Linked DNA regions of Macaca mulatta: regions 1 and 2 are each linked to region 3. A link is a contact called in public Hi-C data. All regions are on one chromosome and are shown on one strand. The core of a region is the stretch at or near the end of the contact, and the rest is flanking DNA. Distances in the headings are between cores, read along the strand shown. Region 1 holds the start of ZNF878 (zinc finger protein 878). Region 2 holds the start of LOC717365. Region 3 holds the start of LOC717030.

What was found. Hi-C and Micro-C count contacts between places; a contact is called where the count stands out from the background.
Region 1: a contact with region 3 is called in a Hi-C map of liver, with 4 times the contacts expected there. The contact joins the promoter of ZNF878 here to the promoter of LOC717030 in region 3. A contact is called at or near these places in 3 of 14 Hi-C or Micro-C datasets (CD4 T cells, fetal cortex germinal zone and liver).
Region 2: a Hi-C map of fetal cortical plate shows a contact between it and region 3, with 3 times the contacts expected there. The contact joins the promoter of LOC717365 here to the promoter of LOC717030 in region 3. A contact is called at or near these places in 4 of 14 Hi-C or Micro-C datasets (CD4 T cells, fetal cortex germinal zone, fetal cortical plate and 1 more).

Annotation. Positions count from the first base shown.
Region 1 is chr19:12,720,296-12,724,260 of T2T-MMU8v2.0, forward strand. It overlaps ZNF878 (zinc finger protein 878), which reads right to left and starts at 2,222. Exons shown (of 6, transcript XM_077977811.1): 1 at 2,005-2,222; 2 at 1,017-1,061. The coding sequence starts at 2,007.
Region 2 is chr19:12,805,493-12,809,375 of T2T-MMU8v2.0, forward strand. LOC717365 reads right to left here and starts at 1,743. Exons shown (of 5, transcript XR_013408963.1): 1 at 1,572-1,743. It overlaps ZNF625 (zinc finger protein 625), which reads right to left. Exons shown (of 6, transcript XR_013408999.1): 6 at 3,462-3,883.
Region 3 is chr19:12,588,135-12,591,675 of T2T-MMU8v2.0, forward strand. LOC717030 reads left to right here and starts at 1,968. Exons shown (of 3, transcript XM_077977751.1): 1 at 1,968-2,161. It overlaps LOC144336725 (a long non-coding RNA gene), which reads right to left and starts at 1,893. Exons shown (of 3, transcript XR_013409049.1): 1 at 1,821-1,893; 2 at 38-128. It overlaps LOC144336695 (a long non-coding RNA gene), which reads right to left. Exons shown (of 2, transcript XR_013409017.1): 2 at 2,000-3,541.

The DNA.
Region 1 (3,965 bases), core at 972-3,471, 130 kb after region 3:
ATTCCCTGATTACAGATTAGCTTTCTTTCTTACCTATATTGTTTTGTAACACATTTTAAATGACTGAAGCAAGTCATGAAAGACCCCTTCCCTCTTAAGGATTGATTTCATTATAGACTAACTTCCCTCTTACTTTTCTCACACAAAGACTCCATGGCCATCACATCTTCTGAAGCTGGAAATGTTAAATTCACTTTTTTAAATACGAAAAGAAATGAAAACCTCTTGCAAAGAAAATTTTTAAAGGCCTGGGGCGGGCACGGTGGCTCACGCCTGTAATCTGATACAGGACAATCCCTTGTACCCGGGAGGCAGAGGTTGCAGTGAGCCGGAGATTGCGCCACTGCCCTCCAGCCTGGGGCAACAGGGCGAGACTCCGTCTCAAAAAAATAAAATCTGGTAAAACAAAAACAGGTCTTCTGGGGAAGGGAGCAGGGACTGGGATGGAATCACGTGGCAGAGACCAGCCTAGCCAATATCATGAAACTCCGTCTCTACTAAAACTACAAAAATTGGCCGGGCGCGGTGGCTCACGCCTGTAATCCCAGTACCTTGGGAGACCGAGGTGGGCGGATCACAAGGTCACGAGGAGTTCGAGACCAGCCTGGCCAATATGGTGAAACCCGTCTCTACTGAAAATACAAAAATTAGCTGGGCGTGGTGGCTGGCGCCTGTATCCCAGCTACTCGGGAGGCTGAGGCAGGAGAATCGCTTGAACCCGGGAGATGGAGGTTGCAGTGAGCCGAGATGGCGCCACTGCACTTCAGCCTGGGGCGACAGAGCGAGACTCCGTCTCAAAAAAATAAAATCTGGTAAACAAAAACAGGTCTTCTGGGGAAGGGAGCAGGGACTGGGATGGAGTAACGCGGCAGATAACAGCCCTCCTTCCTACAGCCTCCAAATTTTAGACAAAGCTTCACACACTCTCCATCCACCGCCACCTACAGAATCCCTCCACCACCTGTGCCTTCTAACCCCGCCTCCATATGTCCCGCCTTTTGGCCAAAGTAACTTACACCTTCCCGGCACTGATTCATCATTCTCCTGCAATTCCTGTCTCCCTGAAATGAATAAAACCAAACTGTCGGCCGGGCGCGGTGGCTCAAGCCTGTAATCCCAGCACTTTGGGAGGCCGAGACGGGCGGATCACGAGGTCAGAAGATCGAGACCATCCTGGCTAACACGGTGAAACCCCGTCTCTATTAAGAAATACAAAAAAAAAAAACTAGCCGGGCGAGGTGGCGGGCGCCTGTAGTCCCAGCTACTCGGGAGGCTGAGGCCGGAGAATGGCGTGAACCCGGGAGGCGGAGCTTGCAGTGAGCTGAGATCCGGCCACTGCACTCCAGCCTGGGCGACAGAGCGAGACTCCGTCTCAAAAAAAAAAAAAAAAAAAAAACTGTCATGAGCTGCCTCGGGACCGCTTACTCCGGGCTTCGTGGGGTTGTGTTTCCCTCGGCCGAGGTCTCTCCTATTCGGCTCAGAATAAACTTATTCTACACGGTTTGGGTTTTTCCGTTACCAAACCACAAGCCAGGACTGGGAGTTTCTCATTCATTAATCGCTGTTTGCTAAAATAAACTCTCATTTTTTAACAGTGCCTCCGTTTAATTTTTAACTGGAGAAAAAAAGGAACTGGGGACCCCACAGGCCACCGCTCCTCCCACACGAACCCCACACCCGAGGCGGGATCCCCCCATGACCCTTCCGTGGTCCCTGAACCACGGGAGACGCGGGGCTGCGGGCGCGGAGCTGCTCAGAGAGGGAGCCGGGGCCGGGGCTGGGACCGCAGTTGCCGCGCAGGGACCTGACAGGACGCCCGGGGTCCCGGCTGCCGGCCCAGCCCCACCCAGCGGCCGAGGGGACGGAGGACCGAGCTGCGCCAGGGGGACTGTGACCGGACCCCAGCGTCGCTGCAGGGAAGCCTGGGCCCCGCCACAGCGGGTTCCTCTCGGTTCCACCCAGCCCCTCCTTTCGCCTTGGGACCCCCCAGCCCAGCGTGCTCACCATTTCCGCGCTTCGAGGTATCCCGGCGTCCTCTCTAAAGGTCCCGCGAATAGTGCAGCTCACCTTGCAGTCGACAGAGCAACAGCAGCTACGGCGGAAGTAACTGGTCCCTCTCAGAGCAGGAAAGACCCATACCTTAACAGGCGCGAACAGCTCTCGGAGTGAAGCGAGCGGGAATGCAATCTCCACTTCCCTGGAGGACAGTGGCAGGGCCCCGCCCTAGCGCCCCTGATTGGATAGGGGTCTAGACTCCGCCCCCTTCCCTGAGTGACGGCAGAAGCCCTGGGTAACCTGGCGCTGCAGAGCCAAAGTGACCGGTTCTGGCCACACTTTCCAAGGTCAGCTCGGTACCTCCCTCCCACCTTTACTTTGAATATTTGCCTTGGGCTGGCCCGACGCGGTGGCTCACTCCTATAATCCCAGCACTTTGGGAGGCCGAGGCGGGCGGATCACGAGGTCAGGAGATCGAGACCATCCTGGCTAACATGGTGAAACCCCCATCTCTACTAAAAATACAAAAAAAAAATTAGGTGGGCGTGGTGGCGAGCGCCTGTAGTCCCAGCTACTCGGGAGGCTGAGGCAGGAGAATGGCGTGAACCTGGGAGGCAGAGCTTGCAGTGAGCCAACATCGCACCACTGTACTCGCGCCTGGGCGACTGAGTGAGACTCTGTCTCAAAAAAAAAAAAAAAAGATAAAATAAAATATTTGTCTTCGACCAAACTTGCTGCGAATTGCTAGAAGGGGCACTGTCGTCTTCCTCACTCGGTGAGCTGTCCCTGCTCGCCTGGCTGATCCCTGTCTTTATTATTTAAAAATTTAAAAAGTGGCCGGTAGCCGGGCACAGTGGCTCACGCCTGTAATCCCAGCACTTTGGGAGGCCGAGGCAGGTGGATCACCTGAGGTCGGGAGTTCAAGACCAACCTGACCAACATGGAGAAACCCCGTCTCTACTAAAAATACAAAATTAGCCGGGGTGGTGGCGCATGCCTGTAATCCCAGCTACTGGGGAGGCTGAGGCAGGAGAATCGCTTGAACCCGGGAGGCGGAGGTTGCGGTGAGCCGAGATCGCGCCATTGCACTCCAGCCTGGGCAAAAAGAGCGAAACTCTGTCTCAAAGAAAAAAAAAAAAAAAAAAAAAGTGGCCGGGCGTGGTGAGACCAAGTCTCTACTAAAAAGATAAAGATAAGTAAATAGATTAGGGCCAGGTGTGGTAGCTCATGCCTGTAATCCCATCACTTTGGGAGGCCGAGGCGGGTGGATCACTTGAGGTCAGGAGTTCGAGACCAGCCTGGCCAACATGAAGAAACCCCATTTCTACTAAAAGTACAAAAATTAGCCAGGTTTGGTGGCTGGCTAATTTTCTAGCCAAGCCTCTTCCTTTCTCACTCTGCTAAGCTGTCTTGCTACTAAACCTAATTTACTGACCTCAGGTTGCTATATAATCTTCTTTTTTATAGCTGGGTGGGTCTTCATTCTGAAGGTTCCCATGTATACATGTTAAATACATTTGCATGCCTTCTTTTCTATTAATCAATCTGCCTCAGATCAATTAGTTTTCAGCAAACCTTTAGGACACCAAGAGTCTATGACCCCCACAAAGCCATCCCCTTGTCTCAGGGCAGGAGGGGAAACAGGTCAGGCATGCCTGTTCCAGGAGGGAGAGACAGATATCCTGCAGTGGGGCAGGAATTGGGATGAGGCATGGCCAAGGCTTCCTCACATACACCCATCTTCTCCTCACAGTGTGGAAACTCTCCCTCCTCTCTACACCTTCGTTTTCATTAGCAGGAAACTCTCACCTGGAGTCGGTTTCATCTTATTACCGGAAAGGGGTACCAATCTAGACCCCAAAAGAGAGTTCTTGGATCTCATGCAAGAACTAATTCAGGGTGAGTCCATAAAGTAAAAGCAAGTTTATTAGAGAAGTAAAACAAAAGAATGGCTACTCCATAGGCAGAGC
Region 2 (3,883 bases), core at 493-2,992, 220 kb after region 3:
TGTTGCCCAGGCTGGAGTGCAGTGGCTGGATCTCAGCTCACTGCAAGCTCCGCCTCCCGGGTTTATACCATTCTCCTGCCTCAGCCTCCGGAGCAGCTGGGACTACAGGCGCCTGCCACCTCGCCTGGCTAGGTTTTTGTATTTTTTAGTAGAGACGGGGTTTCACCGTGTTAGCCAGGATGGTCTCGATCTCCTGACCTCGTGACCTGCCCGTCTCGGCCTCCCAAAGTGCTGGGATTACAGGCTTGAGCCACCGCGCCCGGCCAGTAAATGATTTTATAACTTTACTTCATCCTCTCCTTTGACATAGGGCATACCCCAAGTAACCAATGGAATCCTCCAGGGGGTAAACTCCCCAAAATTCTGTAACGTGGCCTTTGAGCCCCTGTGCTCAGCCCTGCTCGCACACTGTGGAGTGTTAAATCCCTTCATTCCTTCCTTGTTTTATGCGTTTTGTCCAATTCTTTGTTCAAGACGCCAAGAACCTGGACACCCTCTACCGTTAACAAAATGCAATTCTTTTTTTTTTTTTTTTTTTTGAGACGGAGTCTTGCTCTGTCGCCCAGGCTGGAGTGCAGTGGCGCGATCTCGGCTCACTGCAAGCTCCGCCTCCCGGGTTCACGCCATTCTCCTGCCTCAGCCTCCAGAGTAGCTGGGACTACAGGCGCCCGCCACCACGCCCGGCTAATTTCTTTTTGTATTTTTAGTAGAGACGGGGTTTCACCGTGTTAGCCAGGATGGTCTCGATCTCCTGACCTCGTGATCCGCCCGCCTCGGCCTCCCAAAGTGCTGGGATTACAGGCTTGAGCCACCGCGCCCGGCCAATGCAATTCTTCTTAAAGTTTTTCGGTAACAAACCAAAAGTCATGATTGGGTGTTTCTCATTCATGAATCGCTGTTCGCTCAAACTCTTTAATTTTTTTTTTTTTCTTTTTTTTTTTTTTTTGGAGACGGAGTCTCGCTCTGTCGCCCAGGTTGGAGTGCAGTGGCGCGATCTCGGCTCACTGCAACCTCGGTCTCCTGGGTTCCTGTGATTCTCTTGCCTCAGCCTCCCGAGTAGCTGGGACTACAGGCGCCCGCCACCACACCCGGCTAATTTTTTGTATTTTTAGTAGAGACGGGGTTTCACCGTGTTAGCCAGGATGGTCTCGATCTCCTGACCTCGTGATCCGCCCTCCTCGGCCTCCCAAAGTGCCGGGACTACAGGCATGGGCCACCGCGCCCGGCCCAAACTCTTTAACTTTTAACAGAAAAAAACCCCGCGGGATTCCCCCATGACCCTCCCGTGGTTCCCGCAGAATCCCGGGCTGTGGGCGCGGAGCTGCCCAGAGAGGGCTCCGGGGCCGGGACCCACAGTCGCCCGCGCAGGAGCAGGACAGGACGCCCGGGGTCCTGGCTGCCGGCCCAGCCGCACCCTGCGGCCCAGGGGACGGAGGGACAGGCTGAGACAGAGGGATTCGGGTCCCAGATGCAGGAGGCCCCATGAGGAGACCCGGGTCCCGCCACATCCGCTTCAGGCCGGTTTCACCCAGCCCCTCCCCCGTCTGGGGACTCCGGCCCCACACACTCACCATTTCCCGGCTTCCGGGTGTCCCGGGGTCCTCTCTAGGGCTCCCGTGAATAGTGCAGGTCACAGTGCAGGCGGCAGAGAGACAGAAGTGGCGAAGGGACCCGGGCCTCTCCGAGTAGGAAATCTAGTATCCCGACAACAATCTGCATAGCATCAAAAGTGGAAGCCGGAATGGGCCTCCTCCTTCCGGATGGACAGTTGGCCAGGCCCGGCCCCAGCGCTTCTGATTGGGCAAGGTGCAAGGCCCCGCCCCCTCAGAACTGAGTGACGGCACAAGCCCTGGGTAACGGGCCCTGCGGAGCCCGACTGATCAGTTCTAGCCATAGCTTCTCTTTAAGGGACAACTCCCTCCTCGAGCCCTGATCATTGGATATTTTTTCAGCCAAATTTGCTCCTGATTTTTAGACAGGGCACTGTCTTCTTCCTCATTAAATGGGCTGTCAGTGCTTCCTCGTCCTGCACAGAGTCCTAAGTGTGTGCAGGGAATTCCAGACTCAGTGTCCAATGGAGCGATCTGCTGACCTCAGAGCAGGAAGGGGTGCCCAGACTAGGCCAGACACGACTGCACCAGGAAGGAGGGGCAGTTGTCCTTCAGGGGCCCGGAATTAGGGATGAGACATGGCCAAGGCTTTCACATATCTCACCCCACCTCACAGTGTGGAAACGCTCCCTCCTTCCAGACCTTCATCTTCATCGGCAGAAAACTCTCACTTGGTGATTTTAAGCTTCTGACCTAAATAAACTGTCAACTTCATAAGCCCCTTCTCCAGGAGAGGTCCCAAACAGTTCTTTCCCTGAACTTGATCTTCACAGATTTTCTTCAGATATGCAAATTAGTCTGACCCCAGGGACCCTTTGCATGTCAAACCCAAAGCACTGCTCCTGAAAACGGCCCCAGATTCCAGATATACAGCCGCAGAAAGACAAAACCCCTGAAGTGCACCTGCACGTGGGTCTCCTGCTTTCCAGGGCGCTGCAGCGTGTCAGAACCCACACTCTTTCTGGATCTGCTCTGAACAGCTGCAAGCCACCTGCAGGAGGGCGGCTGCCAGGAAGCATCCAGGAGAGATCCACATCCCTCCTTGGCAGGATCCATACTGGCCTCAGCGTCCAGTCCCTGGCGTTGGTCTCTGCTGCCCCCTGCAGGCTATTCACCTGCTTCTCACATCACCAGTTTCCATGAGACAAACATCCTCAACCCCACTGCGAGAATAACACAGGAGCAGAGCCCTCCTCCGGTGTGTATGTATAAAGTCGAGGAGGAAGCGTCTAAGATTATTTAACTGCATGACAGTGAGGCAGTAGTGGCCGGGCGCTGTGGCTCAAGCCTGTAATCCCAGCACTTTGGGAGGCCAAGGTGGGTGGATCACCTGACATCAGGAGTTGGAGACCAGCGTGGCCAACATGGTGAAATCCCATTTCTACTAAAAATACAAAAATTAGCCGGGTGTGGTAGTGCATACCTGTAATCCCAGCCACTTGGGAGGCTGAGGCATTAGAATCGTTTGTATCAAAGAGGCTGAGGTTCCAGTAGAGCCGAGATTGCACCACTGCACTCCAGCCTGGGCAATGGAGTGAGACTCCGTCTCAGAACAAAACAAAAAAACATACAAATGTTTAGTCATGTTACTTATTTCTGGTTTCCAGCCTGACTTTGTAACATTCCTGACTCTGGGACTCTGCACTCTCCAGAAATATGCTTTGAAGAAAAAACAAGATACAGCACAGGGCCCACTTGTCTCTTATAAACTGTAAACTAAAATACTGCATAGCAGCCGTCTGTCAGAACTGCTTCCAGGCTATTGTCCTCAGTCAATCCTAAATCAAACTCACTTTCTTTAACAAATTTAATTTTTTTTCTTCAGTCAACATGAGTAATCTAAAACACATAGACAGAAGAATCTCTTTATTATCATCTTTCTACCAAGTCAACATCAGGCATTAAAAAAATGTAAAACAGTGAAAACCATCCTTCTCTGATTCATCATAGACCCAGAATCTGCCGGTCACCAACACCTATTTTCATTTTCTCTAGTACAGCCAACTTTTATCAGAGAGATATCATAGAGGCATATTTAAGAGAGTATGATATTTTGTGTTTTATGAATTTTAGAGTTGGTTTTTTTGTTTTGAACTTTTATTCGCATTTTCTTTTGGCTGAATTTGTCTCTTATGTTTCTTCTGGGGTATCTTTTTCTTCCATGCGGCCTCCTCTTCTGCTTTTGGAACAATGTGTTTCTTTTCACTAAGCATCATCTGGATGTGGCAGGAGAATTTGTGGATGGGTTCATCTGCCCATGAGTTCTGTTAAGT
Region 3 (3,541 bases), core at 718-3,217:
AAAACAGAATGGCTCGGCTAGGCGCAGTGGCTCATACCTGTAATCCCAGCACTTTGGGAGGCCAAGGTGGGCGGATCACGAGGTCAGGAGATCGAAACCATCATGGCTAACATGGTGAAACCTCGTCTCTACCAAAAAATACAAAAAAATTAGGCGGGCGTGGTGGTGGGCCCCTGTAGTCCCAGCTACTAGGGAGGCTGAGGCAGGAGAATGGCGTGAACCCAGGAGGCGGAGCTTGCAGTAAGCTGAGATCGCACCACTGCGCTCCAGCCTGGACAACAGAGCAAGACTGTGTCTCAAAAAACAAAAAACAAACAAACAAAAAAACCAGAATGACTCTAGACATGTTATTAGCCGAAAAAGGTGGAGTTTGTGTTATGATTAAAACCCAGTGTTGTACCTTCATCCCAAACAACACCGCCCCCCAGTGCGAGCATAACAAAGGCCTTGTAAGGACTTAGCACTTTATCCAAAGAATTAGCTAAAAATTCTGGAGTCAATGACCCTATTTCAAGATGGCTAGGAAAGTAGTTCAGTAAATAAAGAATCATAGCCTCAATACTTACTGCTCTTACAGTCGTAACAGATGTACTTATTCTTGTTAGATGTTGTGTCATAGCATGCATCCATAGGCTAATACAAAGGATTGCACAGACAGCACTTACTGAAACCCCCCTTAGTTCTCCTCCACCTTGTTCTAGTAAGCTTTTCCTTTTAAAAGATCAAATCAAACAGCAAAGCCAAAACACGTTAAAAAAGTTTAAAGAGAAAAAGATCATAAGAAAATAAAAAGGGAGGAATTGTCACACACACAGTACATTTCTCTGAGTTTCTTTTCAAAGATTTAGCCTGCTAACTTCCTTGTCTTTTGTTCTCAAACTCAACTTTCCTGTTCCTCCTTGCCCCTAGTTACTGTAAAACAGCCTAGCCCCTTCTCATCAGCTCTCATTAGTAACTCCCATCTGTTCCCTTGGTTACCTGTACCCATTGTTCCCCTGAAACTGCACATCTCACGCGCTGCACCTCTGTACCTCACATTCCCCTCTCCTTCTGTATTTAGAAAAATATGTACAAGTAGCCAGTCGGGTCAGCTCAGATTGTGTGGTCGAACCCCAGGCCATGAAGGAGTGACACAGAGATAGGGACTGCATTAAGGACATAACACCCCCTGGTGACGTTTGTTCTCTGTGCTCTTGTGATCTTGATTGACACAAGTGGCACCCTTCCGCAGAAGTAAATTGCCTTGCTAAACAAATTAAACTTTTCTCTAAGTGTTAGTTTTACTTCGCAGGACCAAGAATTTATTCCTAAAGCATTTTATATCTAACAGAGATCTTCGTATATATAAAGAAAATGTGTGAAGATCAGGCTAGAGACAGAATTGTTTGGGCGGCGTCACCTGGATAAAGTTGACAGTTTCTTTAGGTCAAAAGCTTAAATTAACCTCAGGAGAGAGTTTGCTGCTGGTGAAAATGAAGATCTGGAAGAAGGGAGCATTTTCACACTGTGAGGAGGGGATGGGGTAAGTGAACAAGTCTTGGCCATGCCTCATCCCCACTTGCGGCCCGCTTGAGGACATATGCCTCTCCTCCTGGTGCAGGCGTGCCTGGCCTGGTCTCCGTTCCACTGCTGCTCTGAGGCAGGAGATGGCTCCTGTAGACACTGAGTCTGAAATTCCCTGCACACTCCTGTGACCCCGTGCAGAACGAAGGAGCAGGGACAGTCCCTTGAGTGAGGAAAACGCTAGCGTTCTCCTCTATCAATAGCAAGTTTGGATGAAATGCAAATATCCAATAACCAGAGTGCAGGAAGGAGCTCACCCTTAGGGAAGCAGTGGTTAAAATCCGTGAGTCTGGCTCTGCAGGGCCTGATACCCAGGGCTTCCGCTGTCACTCAGACATGGGGGCGGGGCCTAGCATTCCATCCAATCAGAGGCACTGGGGCGTGGCCCTGCCCAGTGTTCAACCAGACACGGAGAGGGTCGCATTCCTGCCCTCACGTTTGTGGCTGAGCGGGCCGCGGTTCGGATCCGGTGTTTCCAGCCCCGAGAGGGACCTGGTGCCTCTACCCAGGATTTTGTCGCTCTGTCACCTGCGCTATGCCCTGCTGTAGTCACAGGAGGTGTAGAAAGGACCCCGGGACATCTGAAAGCCAGGAAATGGTGCGTGTCTGGGGCTGGGTGTCGTGAGACGGGGGAGGGGCTGCCTGGACCGACCAGAACCGACTGTGGCGAGACCCCGGCCTTCCTGCGGGCGACTTCGGGATCTGGGACCAAGTCCTCCTGGAGCCGCTCGGCCCTCGGTCCCCTCGGCTGCTGGGTGTGGCTGGGCCGACAGCCGGGACACCAGGCGTCCTGTCCCGTCCCTGCGCGGCGACTGCGGCTCCAGAGCCCTCTCTGGGCAGCTCCGCGCCCGCAGCCACGCGTCTACCCAGATTGTGCGGAAGCCGCGGGGGGGTCATGGGGGGGATCCCGACTCGGGTGTGGGGTTCGTGCGTAGGAGGAGCAGCGGTCTGTGGGGCCCCCAGTGTCCACTTTTTCTCTTGTTAAAAATTAAACTGAGGAAGGTTAACAAAGAGTTCATTTGAGCAAACAGCGATTCACGAATGAGACACACCCAGTCCTGGCTTGTGGTTTGTCAAAGGAAAAAGCCAAACTATGTAAAATAAAGAAGTTTGTTCGGAGCCGAATAGGGGAGACCTTGGCCGAGGGAAAAACATCCCCAAGAAGCCTGGAGTGAGTGGTCCCGAGGCGGCTCAAAACAGTTTGGTTTTATTCATTTTAGAGAGACAGGAATTGCGGGGAAAATAATGAATTAGTTACTGGAAGGTTTAAGTTCCTTTGGCAGAAAGGGCGGGACCTGGCCGGGCGCGGTGGCTCACGCCTGTAATCCCAGCATTTTGGGGGGCCGAGGCAGGCGGATCACCTGAGGTCAGGAGTTCAAGACCAGCCTGGTCAACATGGTGAAACCCCGTCTCTACTAAAAATATTAAAAAGAAACTAGCCGGGCGTGGTGGTGGACGCCTGTAATCCCAGCTACTCGGGAGGCTGAGGCAGGAGAATTGCTTGAACCCAGGAGACGGAGGTTGCAGTGAGCCCACACAGTGCCACTGCACTCCAGCCTTGGCGACAGAGTGAGACTCTTGTCTAAAAAAAACAAAAACAAAAAACAGAAAGGGTGAGACCTGTGGAAAGGGGATTAGAAGGCACAAGTGGTTGAGGGATTCTGTAGGTGGCAGCTGGTTGAGAGTGTGAAGCTTTGTCTAAAGTTTGGAGGAGGTAGGAAGGAATGCTGAAGGAAGGGGGTCTGTTATCTGCCACTTGATTCCATTCCAGCCAAAAAACAGACCTGTTTCTCTAGATTTTATGAATTCTAAGGCATGACTTACCCTTGCCTTGCGAGGCCTTAGGTCTTGTTTGTAATTTGGTATCTTATTGCCACAGGAGTCTTTTTTTTCCAGGCTGATGATGTCTGTTTTTACATGAATGTGCCTCAGTTGCTGCATCTAAACTCCTAAAGGGAGAGGGTGTTGCTGTGTTGGC